Linked DNA regions of Mus musculus: region 2 is linked to region 1. The links are chromatin contacts, called in public Hi-C maps. All regions are on one chromosome and are shown on one strand. Each heading gives the region's core, a stretch centred on a gene start, on an enhancer-like site or on the middle of the called end of the contact. The rest is flanking DNA. Distances are from core to core; before and after follow the strand shown.

Region 1 (2,727 bases), core at 160-2,659:
CAATAGGAGAAAAAGACAGCTTTGTCTTCCACTGACACCTCATTGGCAATTACCTGGCATTCCAGAGCCTAGGAAACTCTCGGCAAACGTGTTTTTTAACTAGAGGAATTTGGTTCATGGAGCTCCTGGTTCTGGCTGAGGGTAAGAATGAAAAGTGACTTTGCTTCAAAGTCACTCAGTCACTCAGTCTGTGAAGGAAATTCTCAGTTCTGCTTTTTTTCACTGGCTATTCCCACCATCTTGAATTCTCTTCCCAAGGAATTCACATGATCGCCGCTGCCTTGAATGATGAGATTCACCCTAACCTATTTTACCTCGTCCTTCACTCTCCTGTCGCCTTTACACCAGCACACTTTTTCTTAGAATCAGGATGCAACCCTCCCAGAAAAATACATAGTTGATTTATTATACCCATTGTTTGTCAATCTCCAAAGATACTGGACTACTGGCTTGATGAGGGTAAATACCATCTGATTTGCATATTGATCAGACTCCAGTGTAGCAATGGGGTTTCCCACTCATGCCCCAGTTCCCAAACAACAACTCAGAGGTTTATTTTTATTAACAATGCTCATAGCCTTATGCTAAGCTTGTTCCCCAAAAAGCTAATCACTCATTTAACCCACTTTAACTATTCTATGTCCATCACAAGGCTAGTTACCTCTCCTTGGTTTCATGAGTCTGACTTCCTCGGAGTCCAGGGTGAATCTTCCCACCTCTGAATCTACCTCCCAGAGTCCCTATCTCTCTCCGGGAACTTCCACCTCTCACTTCCTGCCTTTTGCTAATAGGAATCTGGTTTTTATTGTCAAAGAATGCTTCCTCACAGTAGACAAGGGATGCTCTTGCACTCCAGCACAGGGAGTACTGTGCACAGGAATATAGTCCCAAACTCAGCACTTGAATGCTGGGTGGATGGATATATGGGATCATGCACAAAAGCCCTATGCTTCAACAGGCAATATTGCTCTGATCAACAGAGCTACACATATACCCAGGCCTTGCGGTGTATCTGAATTCAGTCAGGAGATGCAGTATCTGTTTTACATCCTGCATGATCTCAGGTTTAGCCTTCGTGACAGTTGCAAGGGCACCCAGAATGAATCTGGAAACGGCTGGTCTGATGGAGGAGCAGAGCCCTGCACAGTCATTGCCTTCCTGAAATCTGGTTTAGAGTGACATCTCCTTGGCCAAAGTCCCATCTCCGCAGCCCTGACTAATGTTCCGTTAAGACCTTGAGGTAGCAAAACCATTTCTCGCAGGAGTTTGCATTGAGCCCTGGCAGAAAGACAGGCAATTCATCCCTGTGCTCTGGCAATTGCCTCAACATCTGTTCCTCCATGTCTTCCTCTTACCACACACATGCCAATTAATTTTAACTCCATTAGAGCTTGCTTCCTCCCACAGCATCTACCACCCAAGCTCCCTTGGTTCCCTGTGATCTTTCCTCTTCCCCACTCACGGCAGTGGGAAGGTTCTCAAGAACTAGAAGTATCAGAGCAGTCTTGTTTTCATCTCAGCCACTACCCCACTTTTTAAACGAAAACTGCACGCGAGAAGACAGTTCATAGTTTAGGATGAACACAGAGCTTGAAAACAGAAGTTGCTTACTGTAGCAAAGAGTCTCCTCTACCACCACTACTCAATGTAGCCTGGCCTAGAGAAAGCCTAGGATGGACGACTATGTACGGAAGGACCTGAAAGCCAGCGAGAGGCCCGAAATCTATCGAATGCAGTTTACAGAGAGCTGCCACCACCGGAGAACTGTAGAGTTTTGTGTGTTGCCTCAACAGATGAAGCCTGAGTGGACAACACCCAGCTCTGGGGTGCCTGAGTTTAGAAGGAAACCATACTGAATTATGTTAGTGGCCCCTGAGAAATGAGGCCAAGTTCTTCCTGGCTGGCATGGATTGGGCCTTTCAGTTGGGTTGGCCTTGTTCTCCCTACAATTTTTGCCACACTTATTTCTCCTTCTCAGCCTTTGTTCCCTTTATACTTCTGCATTCAAACCCACTTGTCTCCATCTTAAAGAGAAACACTAACCCTTCCTTTTTTATGGGCCCTCCTATGTACCCTAATCTAATGTCTTGATAGCCTTGAATCCCTGAACACATAGCTTAGCAGTCCATTGCTTTGTGCTTTTTCATTCATATTGACTCTTTTGCCTATGACCATATTGAACTATATTGTCTAAAGAACAATGCTGATACAGCAGTGTTATAATAGTGAGGACCCGGGGAAGTGCACTGAGTCTAAGCTTATACAGAATTGGGTGGCAGTAAGAAACTGTGTGTGGCTACAATGTGGAGGAAAAAAAAAAAAAACAAAAAAAAACCAATACCCACTCTGGAGGTGTGTCCCTTGAGGAGTCTTGCAGATGATCCATATTAGATGGTATATAGATAAGATAACATCAGAATTTCTATTTCTATTTACTCCTAATTTTCATCCCCGAGATTTATACAGAAAGCATACAATTTACTAGACACACACTACGCAGGTACATGTGTGCATATTTCATAATCTAGCAATTGTGTTGGAAAGGCATAATAAAAAGATGTTAGATGAGTACACAGTCAAAAAGGCTTCATTATTATTATGAGAACAGAAATCTGAGAAGAAAAACTTGATTTTATCCATATACCTGAATTATAAAAGTAACAATTTGACTTTTAGATGAAACTGTCCAATAAATGTATCCTAGATTGTAAACCTAACCATTATCAT
Region 2 (2,727 bases), core at 87-2,586, 320 kb before region 1:
GACAGGAGTTTGGGCAGCTGACACCATGGTCCAGAAATGTTTAGAAATACTCTGAGGAGCCTCCGTAACTTCAAATTACTTGTTGAGCAAACTTGACTGGGTCTGGTTTTAGAAGTAGAAGTCATGTTGATGTGTGGGACAGTTACTGGATAGAAAGATTTCTGTGTGCTTTATTTGAATTTTATTAAGTAGAAACATTGGTTGTCTCCTACAGAGGCATGAATATGGTTTAGATTCTGGCGTCATAAAGCACACATAGTCTTTTTTTGTCATGTTTGGAGAATTTCAGGAAGTCTACAAGGTCTAACCATTCTGGCAAATGTTAAAGGAACCTGCCAAGCTCCTAGGTCTGTGTGTGGTGGAACAAGCAGGCAGAGGAACCCAAGGCACTTTTACTCAGCAGGGAAGACACTGTGACTGGGACCTGAAGTTTGTCCTGCTGTGCCACAGAGGGTGTGTTCTGGAAGATGGACTGGGAGGGAGTCCACTCTATGGAAGAACAGAACTTACTATTAAAGAGCACACAGGGTAAGGGAAGACACAGCAGAGGTGGAGAGCAGTAGGTCTGCACACAGTGCTGAACAGAGGAGAGCCAGCAAGGGAGAGGCAGCTGGGAGAAGTGGGTTGGGCTTAGGGATATGGGCTTAGGGATATGGGGACACTGTCCAGGCAGGAGATGATAACGTTGAAATTTATGTCAGAAATAGAGAACCCTGGAAGTAAGGAGTTGACCAGGTGGGCAGAAGATACAATTAGTGATTTGCTATAGGAGTCAGAAAACACAGCTGTAGTTTCTCATGTGTGTAGCCAAGCAGTTGTCACACTGAATGAGGAGGGAAGCCATCTTGATCTGGGGACAGGTATACCGTTAAATTTGCATCTGCTTGCTACTTAACTGTAGATATAGAAATTGAGTGATAAATTTGAGCCAGACTTTAAGACAAAGTATGTATGCATGTGTACATATATTTAAGCATCCATCCATCCACCCACTCATCCATCTGTTAGACTGTTAGTACCTTGATTGGATGTGTTCTCAGGACTGATGCCTGAGTGTCTGGATACACCCCTAAGAAGCACCGTTGATAAGGACTGGGTACAGGAAGTGGACATAATGAAGAAAATGAGTTTTCAGAGCTTCAGGGAGAGGCATGTTAAGTGAAACCGAAGGAAGAGACCATTTTAAGACGGTTCCAGAAGCATCAGAGAGCCATGACTCTTGGGAGCCAGGGAGGCACTTAAACCTTGGCGTTATGCCACTTAGCATAGGCGACAGTCCTAGCTTTGTTTTGCTTCACTCTTTAGAGTGTGAGAGACTTGAAGGTGTTCAGAGGCCGAGGCAATGGAGATGTGAAACTGACAGTTCAGTGTGTAAGGAGAAGAGGAGATTTGGGGAGCGATGGAACTGGGGGTATGCTTAGGAGTAAGGGCCTGTCAGGAAGCATTAGCCTGGAGGAGAAGAGATGTTCTCATGCTCCATGATGGCGATGGGCTGATTATGCATCCAGCTTCTGTGGAGAACAGGAAGCTGCGAGAGCACTGGCCTGATGCCCCTTAATTGTTCTTTGAAGCTAATCAAGTTGTGAGTTAAAAGCCTGAGGCAGAGAAGGACTTGTGTTGCCTGTGTCAGGAGCTAGAATTTGGAAGCCCTGTGGGAAGTGGCAGAGGGAGCTGAGGGCAGAAGGTAGAGCCACTGAGTGCTTTTGCACTTGGAAGGCATAAAACTGCCATGGCACCCGGCCATGGCTCTGTTCATCTCCTCCAGCAGAGCTCGGCAGCTACCCATGAGAATGAACCAGGATTGTATAAGACAGCTATCAAATTCCATAAATTCACATTCGTGGATGACAGAATAGTGGAGCAACTCTACACTTGGCAAGTGTTGTGTCTCTAAATGGACATAACTTGTTTACTATTTGGAACATTCTTAGGCACTTCAATATTGTATACCATCACTACCTAGGCCCCCGGCTCTCTCTCCTGCCGTCCACATATGCCGATATACAATGTGCTTGTAAGGCTGGCCGCACCTGTTTGTGCCTGTAAACACCCTTGTTTTCATGGTATCACTTCACTTAAGTATGAAAGATTTCTCAGTTGGAAGGGAGACACATGCTCCGTCTTCAGAAGGCAACACATCTGAGGCAGTTCTTCCCTCGGTTTCTTCGTGTGGCCCGCTTCATGGAACCTCACATTGACCAGTTTTCCCTTTGGGATGGTCAACTTGATGTTCTCATTGTGTCCATTACTTCGGCCATTTTTATACCATGCACACATCACAGGTATCACAGCAGTTTGTCTTTGTTCTTTCTGAACACTCTCGAGTTCCATCGGGCACAGCAATGAGTTCTAGTCATCAATTTTCTTTTGATTGTATCCTCTTGTCTGATGCCAATTATTACCAAATAATCTAAAGTAGATCTAAAGTGGCTTATTATGAACATAAAGAAAAATAAGGGGAAGAGAATGGGGAGGGGGCAGGGCAAGAGGAGGCAAGAGAGGCCAGAGAGTAAGAGCGTACGGTTAGGTTTTAACCAGAGCACACTGTGGCTGTTAAACAACTTTAGCAGTCAGTAGCTACAGTCAGGTGAGTGTCTTATTTCTTCAGCATGGAGCTGCCCACAAGTTCTTAACAGTGAGGTAGAAATAGGAGGAGCTTAGCATTCCTCACACTGCACCAGTCACTTTACCTGAGTAGAAGACAGGACACTTGGGGCATGTGATGAT

What was found. Hi-C and Micro-C count contacts between places; a contact is called where the count stands out from the background.
Region 2: a Hi-C map of the N1E-115 cell line shows a contact between it and region 1, with 4 times the contacts expected there. The contact joins two enhancer-like sites. A contact is called at or near these places in 1 of 15 datasets of contacts at CTCF or cohesin (pro-B cells), 2 of 484 Hi-C or Micro-C datasets (the N1E-115 cell line and large pre-B cells) and 1 of 9 other capture datasets (embryonic stem cells).

Annotation. Positions count from the first base shown.
Region 1 is chr17:62,996,398-62,999,124 of GRCm38.p6, reverse strand. No RefSeq gene overlaps it. Among named protein-coding and RNA genes, the nearest start is that of Gm34230, 28 kb to the left of the region's middle. Within about 2 kb of position 1,409, at least 6 of the 459 cell types and tissues checked have an H3K27ac peak or open chromatin away from gene starts, as enhancers often do. A contact at or near this core is called in the N1E-115 cell line, where this site is marked.
Region 2 is chr17:63,314,805-63,317,531 of GRCm38.p6, reverse strand. The region is part of intron 6 of Fbxl17 (F-box and leucine-rich repeat protein 17); the gene reads left to right. Among named protein-coding and RNA genes, the nearest start is that of 4930405O22Rik, 3.2 kb to the right of the region's middle. Within about 2 kb of position 1,336, at least 12 of the 459 cell types and tissues checked have an H3K27ac peak or open chromatin away from gene starts, as enhancers often do. A contact at or near this core is called in the N1E-115 cell line, where this site is marked.